3 separate regions of the Zea mays genome follow, and regions 2 and 3 are each linked to region 1. Evidence: chromatin contacts called from public Hi-C data. All regions are on one chromosome and are shown on one strand. Each heading gives the region's core, a stretch centred on a gene start, on an enhancer-like site or on the middle of the called end of the contact. The rest is flanking DNA. Distances are from core to core; before and after follow the strand shown.

What was found. Hi-C and Micro-C count contacts between places; a contact is called where the count stands out from the background.
Region 2: a Hi-C map of ear shows a contact between it and region 1, with 1.9 times the contacts expected there. The contact joins the promoter of LOC100286079 here to the promoter of LOC100192921 in region 1. A contact is called at or near these places in 2 of 25 Hi-C or Micro-C datasets (ear and endosperm).
Region 3: a contact with region 1 is called in a Hi-C map of tassel, with 2.5 times the contacts expected there. The contact joins the enhancer-like site here to the promoter of LOC100192921 in region 1. A contact is called at or near these places in 2 of 25 Hi-C or Micro-C datasets (ear and tassel).

What each region holds. Positions count from the first base shown.
Region 1 is chr3:224,723,502-224,728,632 of Zm-B73-REFERENCE-NAM-5.0, reverse strand. LOC100192921 reads left to right here and starts at 2,606. Exons shown (of 2, transcript NM_001364547.1): 1 at 2,606-2,704; 2 at 2,917-4,529. The coding sequence starts at 2,941. The coding sequence ends at 4,386.
Region 2 is chr3:224,005,060-224,010,190 of Zm-B73-REFERENCE-NAM-5.0, reverse strand. It overlaps LOC100286079, which reads right to left and starts at 2,014. Exons shown (of 5, transcript NM_001158967.1): 1 at 1,853-2,014; 2 at 1,393-1,514. The coding sequence starts at 1,899.
Region 3 is chr3:225,320,191-225,325,321 of Zm-B73-REFERENCE-NAM-5.0, reverse strand. No RefSeq gene overlaps it. Among protein-coding and RNA genes, the nearest start is that of LOC103651519, 11 kb to the left of the region's middle. Within about 2 kb of position 2,846, at least 8 of the 20 cell types and tissues checked have an H3K27ac peak or open chromatin away from gene starts, as enhancers often do. A contact at or near this core is called in tassel, where this site is marked.

The DNA of each region.
Region 1 (5,131 bases), core at 1,357-3,856:
CTAACAAATTAGCCACCCACACTAGTACACAAAACATTATTATTGGCGGTTGCAGACGTATTAATTTTTATTGGTGTTCCGGCCGGGCAGCGTATACACGAGAGAACCGACAATGATTTAATTATGCCTAGTTTGGACTCAAATCTACTCCGAGATTGTGCAGGGGGATTTATTCCTCCCCTAATTACAAGGACTCCATTATTAAAATATTTCTCTATCCGAGACCATTTGTTTTTTTTTAAAAAAAATCAAATTATTCTAGTGGCGCCAGGATAACAAAAACCACCCGTGTAAATGCATATGTACTGACAACTTTCTTAAGGGCTTGTTTAGGGTAGCTTTTTTGAAGAGCTTCTTTCTCCGAGAATCTAGATTCATGTATGCTATTACAAGAATCTGTGGAGCTTATGTAAGGAGTAAGATGAAGAGAGGCCTGCACAGTTTAGCGTTTAGGAAGCGACGAATTCCTCCCGTCTTCGCGACGACTTGGTAGATTCTGTATTATTACCGCATAGTTATCTTAGGACCAAGAGATTATTTTATTTGATTTTGTCAGTCGCGCAGAGTTACCATTTATTACCGTAGCTACAGAATGATGACACGGTTTAGCTGCTAGCAGGGCTATACAACCTACTGTACTCCCTCCGGTGCAGTAAAAGAAGTCATTGTGCACAAAAAGAAGTCATAGCGCGCGTGGGTCTAGGATTTGGACGTTGTTGCCCCTAGTAATTGCACAAAAAAAGATGCATTTAAGAGGAATCGAACTTGAGACCTCCAGTCTAGAATGCCTTGGAGCTGCTGCAGCAACCAATCAAGCCTGATTGTTTTAGTGACATTAATGCACTAATATCCCTATTTAATAGGGGCAAACAGGGAAAACTCTATGATAATTAATCACTCCTTGGTATGCACAATCATGTCCTAAACGACTACCTTTACTGCACTGGAGGGAGTACGTATGTTGATTTGATCTGGTCCCCTCTCTACATAATATATTCAATATCCTACATTCCTACTAGTTGTTGCTACGAGGCAGCCACAATAAACATCTGCATTTGGTGCGTGGTACAAAACGCAAACGTTGGCAACCAATTTTTATTAATTGGCAGCATATGCACTAGTTTTTTTTTATCACCACACCTACTCACTGGCAACAAAATTGAACTACAAAGTCAGCTGTACTATGAATGATTAGAGGTGGTGATAATAAAGTCAGTTGCAAATAATAATGGCCGGGCGTCGGGACGGGGCTGGAGGTCGCCGGAAGAGGCTTGGGCGGCGGTGCCGGGCGATGGCGGCTACGCATACGAGGAGCGGGAGAGAAAGACAGAATGAACTGACACGGGCGCGGGCCGTCGGTTAAATTCCCTTATGTGTGACGGCTTGTCTGCCAGCCGTCGAACATAAGCCTATATCCGACGGTCCGCCTACCAGCCCTCGGATATCAGAAATTATGTCCGACGGTTCCCTATACGACCGTCGGTCATATGTGAGCCGTCGGACTTATAGCGTTTTACTGTATTGAATCAAACCTGTGACGATTATAGCCGATATACACATACTTGAGGGAGAGTACTTTGCCTGCAGTACCATATAATTGAGGCCTGCCTGCCCCTACGTATCTATGTAGCTCGATCGCTAGGCTGACTGCCCCTAGCGCTGCTGCCCGAGCTTATCTTTCAGAACCCAGTTATTGAGGCCATTAATTAGAGCTAGGTGCACACCAAAGTGAGTGACACTTTGCTGCATTTAAAGTCCGGGACAGCAGCTAGCTACTAGTACTAGCTAGTATACATGCTCATCTATCACTGCACAAAAGTGTCAAGTGTGCATATAGAGAGAGGGACCATGCGTACTAGCTCTGCTGCTGTAAGTGTATGTGTGTGTGGATGATTTTGTTTTCTTTTTGGAGAAAGTAAGTGTGTGCATGTAGCCATGATAGTAGAGAAAATTGCTATTCTGTCACTTCTAACGTGGGCTCTCTGCTATTATATCACCCTATGTTTATGACTTGTGGGACCATTTATGTCTATGATTTGTGGGTCGATCTGGTGGTAAAATAGAGAAGTCCACGTCTGAGTGTGACAAAATAGCAAATTTTCCGCCATAGTAGCCTCCCTTAGATGCTTGCTATGGGTTGCGATGCACACACACAAATCTATCTATGTACCGTACCCTAGCTACTCCTTGGTTGCCCTCTTTATAAGAGCATGCTAGCTTTTCCTCCCTGCAGCCTTTTGCTATACTGCTGCATACACACACACACACACACAGGATAGTGAGAGATGATTAAGTCGCTCCCACATAGCAAAGCCAAAAGTTTAGCAGCTCACCGCAGGCATCTTCTTGTCCTCTTGCTCTTTCCTTGATCCATCCATGGACCATGCATGGTGCTTTTGCAGGCCGCCGGCTCCCCTCTCAAGCTATAGCGGTTACTAGTACTACTAGACTACTAGCTAGTGCACGAATGCCCCCTTCTGCACCTCGCTTGCCATAGCTTGCATCATCATCAGCTGCTAGCCTGCTAGCAGCTCGGTCCACGCGCGACTACTAGTCTACTAGTAGATGAGCAGTCCAGCAGTGAAAGTGTAGTGGCAGTGGCAGCGGCAGCCATATCCCCACCACACTGCTCGATCATCACCACGCCTCCGTCGTCAGACCTGCACCTAGCTTTGCATCGCGCATTAATCAGGAATCGGAGGAGGTATATGCGCTGTACGTTGCAATAATAATATTTTCTTCCATACATTCTGGTGTGTTATGGTATGCATGCCATATGCATATATATTATGTGCAAGTTCTTCGCGTCATCCGTTTAATGCATGGCGTCTCGATCCATGTATGCATACAAATACTCGCTCGCATGCATGCATCATGTGGTTGCTTTGCTGATCAGACCAGCTAACTTGCAAGCAGGGGTCTGATTCTTCCAAGTTAAAGATGGATCATAACCTGAGCGACATGACGATCCTGAGCGAGCACGCATGGGGCGACGAGGCCGGCGCCGTCTTGCTGTCGCCACCGGAGGTGGGCAGCGTCATCGAAGGCGGCGGGGGCATGACGGTGCTGGAGAGGCTGGTGCTCGACGAGGCGCTGGCAGCCGCGATCCTGGAGCTGCAGGCCATCCAGCAGGCCGCCCCCGGGCCCGCCTCCTGCGCCGGCAAGCAGCAGCTGGCGGCCGGTGGCGGTGGTGGTGTGGTTGGGGCGGAGGCCGCTGTCGCCTTCCCCTCGATGATGGCGATGGCGATGGCGGCGCCAACGCCCGCCTACGCGGACGCGGACGTGGACGCGGGTGTCCTGCAGCGACAGCAGCATCACCATCGCCCTCACGCCGCGATGGGGATGCCTAGTCCCGACTACGACCTCGCACCAGCAGCAGCAGCAACACCCGCGGTCGCGGTAACTGCTGCCGCGCCGCCCGCCTTCACCACAAACACAAACGCCGCGGTTGACAGCGGATGCAGCGGCCTCGTAGTCCTTGGACGCTCGCCGCCGCCGCCGGTCTTCTCCGCCAGCAACGAGACCGCAGCAACGGCGAGCCTGGACTGTGAACATGGCGGCGGAGGCCGTGGTGGTGGCCGAAGGCAACGCCGGCCCAACAGGAAGAGGAAGGCCGCCGCCGAGGCCGAGCGGTCGCGACCTGTGCGTGTGGCGGCGGCAGCGGCACAGGAAGAGAGCACCTTGTGCAGCCTCCTGGCGTCCACCGCCCCGACCACCGCGGGCGGCATCCAGATCGCGTTCAGCACGGCGGCCGTGCATCAGCAGCAGCATGCTGCCGGTGGGGCCGGCGGCGCCAAGACATCAGCGAAGCCGTCGTCTCTGAGTCTGAGCAGCAGCGGCTCGTCGAGCAACATCAGCTTCGACGGCCGGAACCCCGCGCGCAACGGCGGCGGCGGCGGCGGCGGCGACCCCGTGTACGAGCCGGACACGGAGGCGCTGGCGCAGGTGAAGGAGATGATCTACCGCGCGGCGGCGATGCGCCCGGTGTCCCTCGGCTCCGAGGACGACGCCGGCGCCGGCGCCGAGCGCCCGCCGCGCCGCCGCAACGTGCGCATCTCGTCCGACCCGCAGACGGTGGCGGCGCGGCAGCGGCGGGAGCGCATCAGCGACCGCCTCCGCGTGCTGCAGAAGCTCGTCCCGGGCGGCGCCAAGATGGACACCGCCTCCATGCTGGACGAGGCCGCCAGCTACCTCCGCTTCCTCAAGTCCCAGGTCCGGGACCTGCAAACCCTAGACCGCCGCAACTACGGTGCAGCTTCTTCGAATGACGCCGCCGCCACCATGGCTGCCGTTGTCGGGTCGTCACTCAGCTACAACCGTGGCACCGGTGCCATGCCCGCATTCACCTTCCCGGCAGCAGGCGAAACCCTACGAGGAGCAGGATGATGATAGATTTGTAACACACCCACGCAGCATGCATGTTGTTGTTAACCCTTTTTTTATGTTCGTCTAATGTGCATGAGACCATCTTTATGATGTATTTCATCATTATTAATGTTAGATCAAAGACTAGGTAGACGATGATGATCATATCATCATATCGATGATGGAACCAATCCAATATGCAATCAAATGCAAGGGCGTTGCAAGATATCTTAATGTTAATTACTACAAGTTCTTCTCCGTATGCAAGTTTTCCCTTTTGTAAGCACAAAAATATCGAGTAAAATGCATCAATGGTCCATGAACTCCCCGAGCTCAAAAACCTTAAACACAGTCATGTAACTTGGTTGGCCCGTACAAAACCATCCAAAACCTGGTTTGATTAAACCGTATTATGCCAACTTGGTGTACGATGTTGGAGCATACTAATGAAAGTTCAAAGACCAAAGTGACACAACATGCTAAATTCAGAGACTTAACAAGTGACTCGGGCGTGATATGCTAGGTCGACATCCGGTTTGGGCAAACCTGATTTCAGACAGTTTTGAATGGACCGTCCAAGTTTCGGCGCTCGTTTTTTCAGGTTTTAAAAGTTTGGAGAGGCAAGTGACAAAGCATGCATGTCAACTTGGAGGACTACTAATGTATTTTTTGTACTCCAAAAAAATATCTCTACCTAGCTAGCTCTATTGCAAAATCAATAATCCTTGAAACTTGATCTCTGAGATCAATAATAATTAATGAGTAG
Region 2 (5,131 bases), core at 765-3,264, 720 kb after region 1:
ACAATCCTTTTAATAAAAAAAATGGTCTAATGCAACAGTGCTTAAATAGTACAAGTTTATAACCCATGCAGTGCGTTTGGCAAGTATTGGAAAGGGGCACATGTAGTTGATAGAGCGATTAAAGATGGTGATTTGAATTTTAGTCCTGATCCCTTGTTTGGTTCGTAGAGGAAAAAAAGAGGGTGCTAAGTTTGGTGTGTGCATTTTGAGTGGGAAATTATATGGCAAGTTATGATGGGCGGATAGAATCCATTTATCTCAATTACCCCCCCCCCCCTGCGCGTGAGTAATTAATGGGATATTTGACCCTCTAACCTCCATTCCCTGCCCGCCATAATTCCCACTCCCATGAAATATTTTTAAACTCCTGTCCTGCCTCCTAAGTCCCATTCCCTCTTTCCAATTAGTCCGAACCAAACATGCCCTTGGTAAGGTACAATGTGAAAGAGATAGGTGTTTGGTTGCATTCCTGAAAACTATTTTTTCAAAACCATGGTATTCTAGATACCATGGTATTTTTGGAGTATTGGAAAATCCACTCCAACCTAAAGTTTTCATGCCAATGGCTAGCTTTTGCCTAATACCATGGTTTACAATATTGTATCTAATGTGAAAGGGCCTCTAGCGTAATGGTTAAGGCTTCCGAGTAGCACCTCCAGGTCCCAGGTTCGATCCCCCTCGGGGGCGAATTTCGGACTTGGTTAAAAAACACTCCTCGTTGTGCCCCGCTCGCTCCCGAGTTACGTCTTGTGTGCCACCCTCCGGCTGGGCCATTGCAGAATGGGCGGCGACGGCCCGCTAGTGATGGGAGACTAGGGTTCAGGGATTTTCTCGATCGGGACTATGTTTCGGTCTCTTCTTAATATAATACCAGGAGGGTGGTCTTTCCCTCCCTGTCCGAGTTTTTTTTACAATGTTGTATCCAAACAATGTTTCTCAACCATAGTATTTTTGAAGCTGCCAAAATTACGGTATTGTCATGGCAATTGCAAAGTGTAGTATTAAAAAACTATGGTTTTGAGAAACATTATTGCCAAAACAGGCCCTACATGACCTTCCAACATCGCTAGGGCCTGATAGACCTCACAATTTTTTACTAGTACCATACAATATCTCTAATATAAGGCATTACGGTAATAACTATATAGTCTCGCTAACTTTACTAGTCAACTTGAAGAGATTGGTATACAGCATGGCACCGTGGACGTGCTATATAGTTGATATATGACACTGGACTGGAGCATATGTTGGTTGTATAGGATGGACAGGTCATAGACATAGTTTGCGCTTTAAGATAAACATTCTTGCTGATTTAGCCTTTCAAAATTAAATGATTCCATTTGTATATCATAGGAGCAAAGAGATCCAAGAAAATCCTTGAAAACTACATACCAAGTGCATTTCCCAAGTCCTGGAACTGCTCGTTTAATTTATCTCTTCGCATCTTCTCACGATCAGCCTTTTGTACCTTGCGTGCAGAAGTGGAACCCTGGGATTTACACTCTGCCCTTTGACTTGATAAAAGAAGGGACATTAATTAGAGCAAATTTCAGGTGTGATCATAAATTATTTTGTACAAAACAACACGCAAGAGGATCTATGTTAAAATTCCATTGGTTATCACACTTGATTTTAATCAGGGTCGAACCCAACAAAATAGATGGGTGTACACATGTACGAAGTTAGTAGGCGTAATTAATTCATACACTTGTAATGAGATCAGACACGGATAAAGATAACCAGATAGCTCAAACTAGATTAGATCCGAATACAAATAGCCAAATAGCTCGAGCTAGGGTTCGGGTGCTCAAATTTGCACATCAGGAAGGGAAGAGAAGGGGCGGATACATACCTGCCGTGGTGGGTTCCGGTCGCCGGCAAAGGCCCCGACGAAGACATGGGCAGCAGGGGCGTAGTGCTGCGGTCGCCCTAGTTCTCGCGCTCGGGGTGAAAAAGAAACAGCAAACTGGTGTGAAGACAGGGGCGCAGTGCTTCCAGCTCAAGTTTACAGCTTTGCCCCTCCGGCGGCGCTACTGGGCCGCTTTCTCCTGTCTTTGTTTCCACCTTAGCCTGTATGGTCCCCCGCGTATAAGGCGAAGCAGGTTCAACTGAGATGGCAATCTCCGTCACTCGATACCTCCGTTAAGGTATATATAAACTAAATATTTTACGCGTGAGTCTTTTATTGAGCAAAAAAATTTCACCCAACGGTTAAACAAGGATTAAAACGTTCCGGACTCAAGCATATCTGTTAACCCGTGGGTATAAAATACCCAAAGGCATGAACTTGACTTCACTCATCCATCTTTTTCACTATTTAACAACATTTTAGGTTGTAATGTCATAGAAGGTTTAAGGACTAATTGATGGTCATGTAATGAAACATATAATATGCTATGTAGTACTATCATAGTGTTGCTACTTTATCTAATTATATTTGGTGTTTTTGAATGGATGGTTAAATGATGCTAGAAATTTTGTAATAGTATTTACATGGATATACTTGGCATTTGTATAATATAATATTTTGATAAATGTTTAATTTTTATGGATATGGGTAATCTATACCCATATGGATATATATATGGAGGTAAATCTATACCCACTAATATATATGGGTGATTTAATAGGGTTATTTTTTATCGTGGGTACAAGTAATTCGTTTGAGCCTCGCTCGAGAGATGCAAAAGGAGCCCGTGTACGAAAATGGAATATGTTTCTTTACCATAAGGCTCCTAGGATATAGTACCTCATTTTTTTTATATTTATCGTGTTTTAGTTCAAAAATAAACTAGTGAACGAGAAACATTAAAAAACGGAGGTATTATTGAGCAAATACGATATTAGCTAATTAACATGTTTTAAGTTGTATCGGTATATTTTATAGAAGATTAAGGCTTCACATGATAAAAAATAGTATACAGTTAATTTAAATAAAGAAATATTATCTTAGTACTTTTTTACGTTTCAATTTAATTTGATGTATATATGCAGGTAACCAAACAAACATTTTGTTAAACCTATTTTTTGAATAATTGTAAATATGTCACTCAACGTTTACAGAATCAGATAGCTAGTCCATCTCGATGTCATTGTATAGCATCCAAATAAATAAGTTGTTTAATTTTGCAAAAGTTGAGTGTCATATTTTCGAACTAAACAACAAGTAGTTACATCTCTTGAGCCTGTCCTTGCTTATATAAGTCGGGTTGCACGAAAAGATATATATATATATAGCCCTGAGCTCTGTTTAACTACAGGAAGGTCCGGCCATCCGCCCGGTTGACCAGGCGCACTATCCAGTCCACCCACTATAATGTTTACGCTTAGTTATACATAAGTTTACGCTCATGTACCATCGTATAAAACCAACTGCTCTACCTGGCCTTCAGAGATGGCCAAAACTAGAGTTTCAGTGGCGGCGGTTGCGCGACACGAGCGAGCGCGGCGAAGTCAGCACGACTGCGGCGGACAAGCGTCCCCATAGACGAGATCCATGGCGGATCGCCTCCCGTCATCGTTCTAGAGGTGCCTTCCCTTCGTTTCCCTCATTTTCTTCCCTTCCCTAACCTTACTTCCTTTCCCCGCACGTAACCGCCTGTTTCTTCTTCCCCCATCTTCATCTTCCTCGTAGCGCCGGTGCTACATCTCCAGACTGCCCCTGCTCCGCGCGGACCTGCTCTCCAGTGCGACTGCATGACTTTTGTTCCTAGCGGCGGTGGTGTTCCGTGGCGCGACAGCGAAATCGACGACCGCAGGAACGCGCTCGACTTCTACTCTCCAGGCGCCGCCAACCGCATCGTCCCAGTGAAGACGCCCCTCGCGTGCCAACCGCTGTGTTTGCGACGACTTGACCTCCCCTCCACCGACCAGATCCACACCGCCAATGGGCTCACCGCCGACGACCCCGACTCACCGCTCAGTTCAGGCCAGGAGTTCGTCATCTCGCTCCCCTGTTAGGTAGAACAAGTGGACGTGCAGTTCTAATCTTGGTCGTTGTCGTGGTATGTGCCGATTTCTGCTAATTTGGTAATTTGAATTTTCCAATGTAGAAATGCAGAGCCAATATCACTATTTGGTACCGCCTGATCCTACTCTCTTATCTGTTTGGGCCATAAGACTATGTGTTTGCATAAAATAAATTCACTATTGTGTTAAAAAAGAACATAAATTCACTATTTATTTTTTATGTCTGGTATTATCAATTCATGTCCCATGAATCCAGAAGTTTCACCCAAGAGATAATCTAACTTCATGGATCAAATGCTAAGGGGCATTATGGGTTGTTGTACTGTCTTATGTAGTCTGTTCATTTTATTATGCACTTGTTTATAGTTTAGACATTGTATCTGGTATCACTACTCGTTATATTATGTTGTTCCCGACGAGTTAAGTTGAGTTGAAGCTTGTGTCACTAGATTATACTAAGTTCTGACTATAACCTGCTCAGTCATTGCACATGTAATACCAGCACAAGATTACAACACCATGTATCAACACATACAGTGGGCACTATATTGTCCTAAAACAAAAATATTGGTAGCTTCTGTCCACCTTGGACCAGTTTTATGTGAATTTGCAATAGTCAACTGATTCTTGTGTCACAAATATTATTATTTTTGTCTAGTTTACTAGTGTCCAAGCTACATTGACCACATGCTTAATTAGTCACCGGATCAAGTCTTCTCTTGCATAAGAGATTTTGTTTTTTCCCAGATTGCAGCTAAGCCAAAAGTAAAGGCGGAAGAAGAGCCAGAATTCTCATTAAAAGTCATCTCAAATGTTGGAGGTGTGCCCATAGTGATGGATGAAACTATTGGGGTTTAATTTTGATAGTGACACAAGATCTTCCATTCTAAGACGTTATCCAACTCTGCCATCTGTTCTACAAGATTGCTATTAAGGTTGTAGAGAATGATGAAATTTACACAAAATACTCCAACGAAAGTTACAACACATTTAGTTGTGTTTTATGCTACAATTAGCTCAAAATACTTCTTGATGCATTTTACGTCAATTTACGAAATTCTTGATGCGTTTTACGTCAATTTACAAAATTCTTGATGCGTTTTACGCCAATTTAAGATATTTTTATGTGTTTTACCACAACCTTGTGCGAAGCAAGATACAT
Region 3 (5,131 bases), core at 1,597-4,096, 600 kb before region 1:
TGCGCGATGGAACCGCTGAAGCCAGTCTTAAATTTGTGTGGCGACGATCCTTCTTCTACAGTACATTCTAGCGAGATGCGAATCGGTTCTACAGTTCTCGTCTCATGTTTCCCGTCCCTGCTTTGACAGCTGCCCCTGCCCGGTTTGGGGAGAAACCACCTCGTACCGGACCAGACGAACGATTTAAAGGTTTATTCATAATTTATTAGAGATCTAAACTAACTTTAGTTAAAAAATAAATAGAAAATACAATTTGATCTTAATTTGATTCGATCCTTAAATTGTATTGTGTCCATTGTCACTGCTTGACGAAAAAGATCGACTGGCCAGACCAGGCCTCTCTCTGTCTCTGTCCGTGAGTCCGAACTTTGACGAAGCAACCAGATGCTATATGTAGCACTGTGCCTTCGTTGCGAAGGCTCTTTCAGTAGGCTAATTGTTGATGACTTGGTTGGCTAATTGTGCATGGCCATGATTTAAAGCGTTGACAAGGCTTTGTTGTGAGTTTCTTGTTCAACGAGGATCGGAGTCTGAGCGCGCCAGCCCTTTAGGGGGCGTTTGGTTACTTGTATGGGTGAGCCTGGCTCGTATCTAGTGAGCCTGGCTCAGACTGGACTGGCTGAGTGCATGCAGTATAGCGTGTTTGGTTGTGTGTATGTGGCCAGTCTGGTTCACAAGAGATGTTGTTTGGTTGCTTGCATGAGTACATGGTGCATGAGTTAAAAAAATTGTTAAATAAATTAAAAAATCTATTAATAGACACTAATTATATGGTAAATTGCTTAATAGATACTAATTACATGTTAATATACACTAATTATATATTAATCTTAATCACGTAATTTTTTTATTTGAAATATATATAGTATGAGTGGTCTAGTTTCGTTCGCAAAAATGTCAGGAACGCGGATATGAAATCGGTTCGGTGATTAAATCTTTTAATTAGACGATATAATGAAAAAACCAATTAAAAACGTGTCTCGATATGCGTGCACGAGTAAAGAGCTGGCTGAGCGGAGCCTGGCCGCGCGCGTGCGGCCGCGCGATGCGTTTCTGCCGGGCCTGGCTCGCGGCGCTTTAAGTTCCGTGCTAGCCTGTCTCGTGCGATACAACGAACCAAACAAACACTACTTTTTGCATGTGTAGATGCAACTGCACCACCGGAGAAGGCAACCAAACGCCCCCTTAGAGTTTCTTCAATCTACGATAGGGCCGCCGCGCTGGGCTCGACTTGTCCACTGTCTCTAGGTGGGCTGGGTGTGCTTGCTGCTCCCACGCTGCCGCGTGCCATAGGCTCGGAATAGTTCCCCATCAAGGAAATGAAGCAAACGGTGCTGGGCCTTGTTGGGCCCGCCTTGGTGCATGCAACTTGCAACTCACTAGGGTCGTTGCCACTGGTGGGTCCACCAGCGATGCCACTGGGTGAGGTCTGGGTATACTAGGCCTTATTCGTTTGTGCCGGATTGGTGGGTTGGAACGATTACTAATCGGATTGCTTCTCTAATTTATATAAACTTTGATTAGCTGAAACAATTCCGGGTGCAATTCGACACAAACAAACAAGGTCTTATTCTGTTCTTCGTTGTTCATACCATAATTGAGATGGTATTCATTAGTCATTACCATATTTGCGATTCGATCAAACAACCTTATGCCTGATGTCACATATCTTATAGGTTAGCCCCCCCTTTTAAAAAAATATTTTTATTTCATACCTCTACGGTCTTAAACCGAGATTTGGACTTGGATAGTTAATGGCATGGGCTCGGTGCCACAACGTTGAGCTGTGTGAGGTCCTGGTGTCGTGGCCACCTAAGGGCTTGTTCGGTTCTACCCTAATCCATATGGATTCAGGGGGATTGAGGGGGTTTCAATCCCTAATAAGTCAAAATCCCCTCCAATCCATATCAATCCCCTCCAATCCATATGGATTGAAAATAACCGAACAAGCCCTAAACTAGCTGATGTGGTGGGGACTCCGCGTGACAGGTACGATCATGGCATTAAGGTTAGTGCCACAGATCTTAGTACCGAGCTTGATATGTTATCTTGTGCCTCCAATCTGCTTTGGACCATAAGCTCATGTGATGCGTCACGATGCCCAATCTCACGATCAATCTTAAGAAAACTAGCTCCGAAGAAGTCAAGATAACTTGCTACAAGCAGCGATAACTAGTGCAACCTGGCAAATAAAACTCGAAGTCAACCACTGTCTTTAACCGGCAACCTGAATCGAGGATCCGTCCAACCACACTCTCAAAGAACCAACCAACACAGCCTACAATCAATCGAGTAGACCTCGAAGGGAGTAGAAGCACCACTTGGGAGCGGATGAAGCCGCCGCTTCTGCAATCTCGCGAATAAATTCACAAGAGCAAAGGGGTAAAGATCACTCTCAATATTTGTTAGCACACAGCTGAATAAAAAGGGTTCTGTTTTTAGATTATCCAAAGCTGCCTTACATCATAGACATATGGGGCTATTTATACTAGTAACAACCAATCTTAGAGAGGTATAAACACGAAAGAAAAGCATTTTAACGTGCTAATGTGAAGGAGCCTCTTCGGAAGATCTGCAGAGCTGAATTCTGTGTGGCTGTTTGACTTCTGCGCAACCTTCAGTATTTTGATAATAACTTCTCCTAGGAATCTCCAAATGGCGTGGGGATGGATGCTTTGGAAAGCTGACTTGATAAGTTTTCTCACCATGTATAGCATGCTTAATGAAACTTTGTAAAATGATACAATTTAATACGAAAACTTGGTCATCAAATAGACTGTTGTTAGGGCCGCCGCGCTGGGCTGGATTTGTCCACTATCTCTAGGTGGGCTGGGTGTGCTTGCTGCTCCCACGCTGACGCCTGCCATAGGGCTGGAATAGTTCCCATCAAGCAAATGAAGCAAACGGTGCTGGGCCTTGTTGGGCCCGCCTTGGTGCATGCAACTTGCAACTCACTAGGGCCGTTGCCACTGTGTCTACCGGCGAAAACGGCTCTGCTGCCACTGGGTGAGGTCTGGGTATACTATTGGAGCTACCCTTATCCTGTTCTTCGTTGTTCATACCATAATTGAGATGGTGTTCATTAGTCATTACCATATTTGCGATTCGATCAAACAACCTTATGTCTGATGTCACATATCTTCTAATTTAGTTCCCTTTTTTAAAAAAATATTTATATTTTATACTTCTACGGTCTTAAACCGAGATTTGGACTTGGATAGTTAATGGCATGGCACATGGCATCAATCTAAAATGGCTCGGTGCCACAACGTTGAGCTGTGTGAGGTCCTGGTGTCGTGGCCACCTAAACTAGCTGATGTGGTGGGGACTCCGCGTGACAGGTACGATCATAGCATTAAGGTTAGTGCCATAGATCTTAGTACCGAGCTTGACATGTTATCTTCTGCCTCCAATCTGCTTTGGACCATAAGCTTATGTGATGCGTCACGATGTCCGATCTCACAACGTAGGATCAATCTTGATATACCTAGCTTGGAAGAAGCTAAGATAACTAGTTGTAAGCAGCGATAACTAGTGTAAATTGACAAATAAAACTCGAAGCCAACCATCGTCTTTAACCGGCAACCTGAATCGAGGATTCGTCCAACCACACTTTCAAAAAACCAACCAACACGACCTACAATCAATCGAGGAGATCTCGAAGGGAGTAAGAGCACCACTTGGGAGCGAATGAAGTCGCCGCTCCTGCAATCCTGCGAAGGAATTCACAAGAGCAAATGGGTAAAGATCACTCTCAATATTTGTTAGCACACAGCTGAACAAAAAGGGTTCTGTTTTTAGATTATCCAAAGCTGTCTTACATCATAGACATACGGAGCTATTTATACTAGTAACAACCAGTCTTAGAGAGGTATAAACACGAAAGAAAAGCATTTTAACGTGCTAATGTGAATGAGCCTCTTCGGTAGATCTGCAGAGCTGAATTCCGTGTGGATGTTTGACTTCTGCGCATCCTTCAATATTTTGATAATAACTTCTCCTAGGAATCTCCAAATGACGTGGGGCTGGATGCGTTGGAAAGCTGACTTGATAAGCTTTATCACCATGTATAGCATGCTTAATGAAACTTCGTAGAATTATGCAGTTTAATACGAAAACTTAGTCATCCAATAGACTGTTGACCTTCTGACCAATCAGCACTAAAGTAGGTCGGCCGCCTTTATGTTAGATTTGATTAAGTCGGCCTTAGAAGCATTGGAAAGTAGACTTCAAGAGGTTTCCAAAAAGTACTTATGGGCCTTCATAGATTTTGGGAATCAAAAGATATAATTGTTTCTTCTGAACTGTTTTATTGCGTTGGACTGACTCGGACATAGCTCTTCTTTCTGATTCGCCCTTTATATGTTTCGCACTTCCTATTTGGTGAACCTAAGTAATATCAACATACACGACTTAGGTAGCATAAAGTTCTCATTAGTGTTTAATTGAAATTCATAAATTAGCGCGTGCACCTCTTGTTGTAGCTTCTTAGCTCGACTACGTGTGATTGGTCTATCAAAGACTTGGGTTGGTGGGCCTGACCAGCGCTCGTGGGCGCATGAACCAATCATGTCCAAGATGTCAAGTTCCAATAGAAATGCTATAGACAGACTTAAAGCATGTAAATAATATATATACAATTTATTTATTACATTATGTTGATACATATGTTCGCCTATTGTAATTATAGTATGTGTAATTGTAGTAGGCCCTTGATTTTTGGCATGTACCACGCCTGTGCGGTTGGCTCATAAGCCACCCTGACCTCTATATGTACTCATGTATATTCATGGAATAGAATCAATTATTTATGTCTATCATTCCTCTCTAACATGGTATCAAACACGGTTACAGACCGCTACTCTTCTGCAACCGTATTCTGCATCTGTTGCTAGTCTGATCGTCGCTTCGGTCCCAAGATGTCATCGCCTGGAGTGTTGGCGACCCCATCGCCGACGCCGTGCTGTCGATCTGGCTTCACGTGAAGTCACACATCGCCAACACTATCAGTGGATTGCCCGCCTCGTGTCGATCTTCTCGCCAAATCATGCCTAAAAATTTTCCTAGAATTTTTGGAGCCTTCTAGATATTTTCAGATATTAAAAATGATTTCTGCCTTTTTCTGAAATTA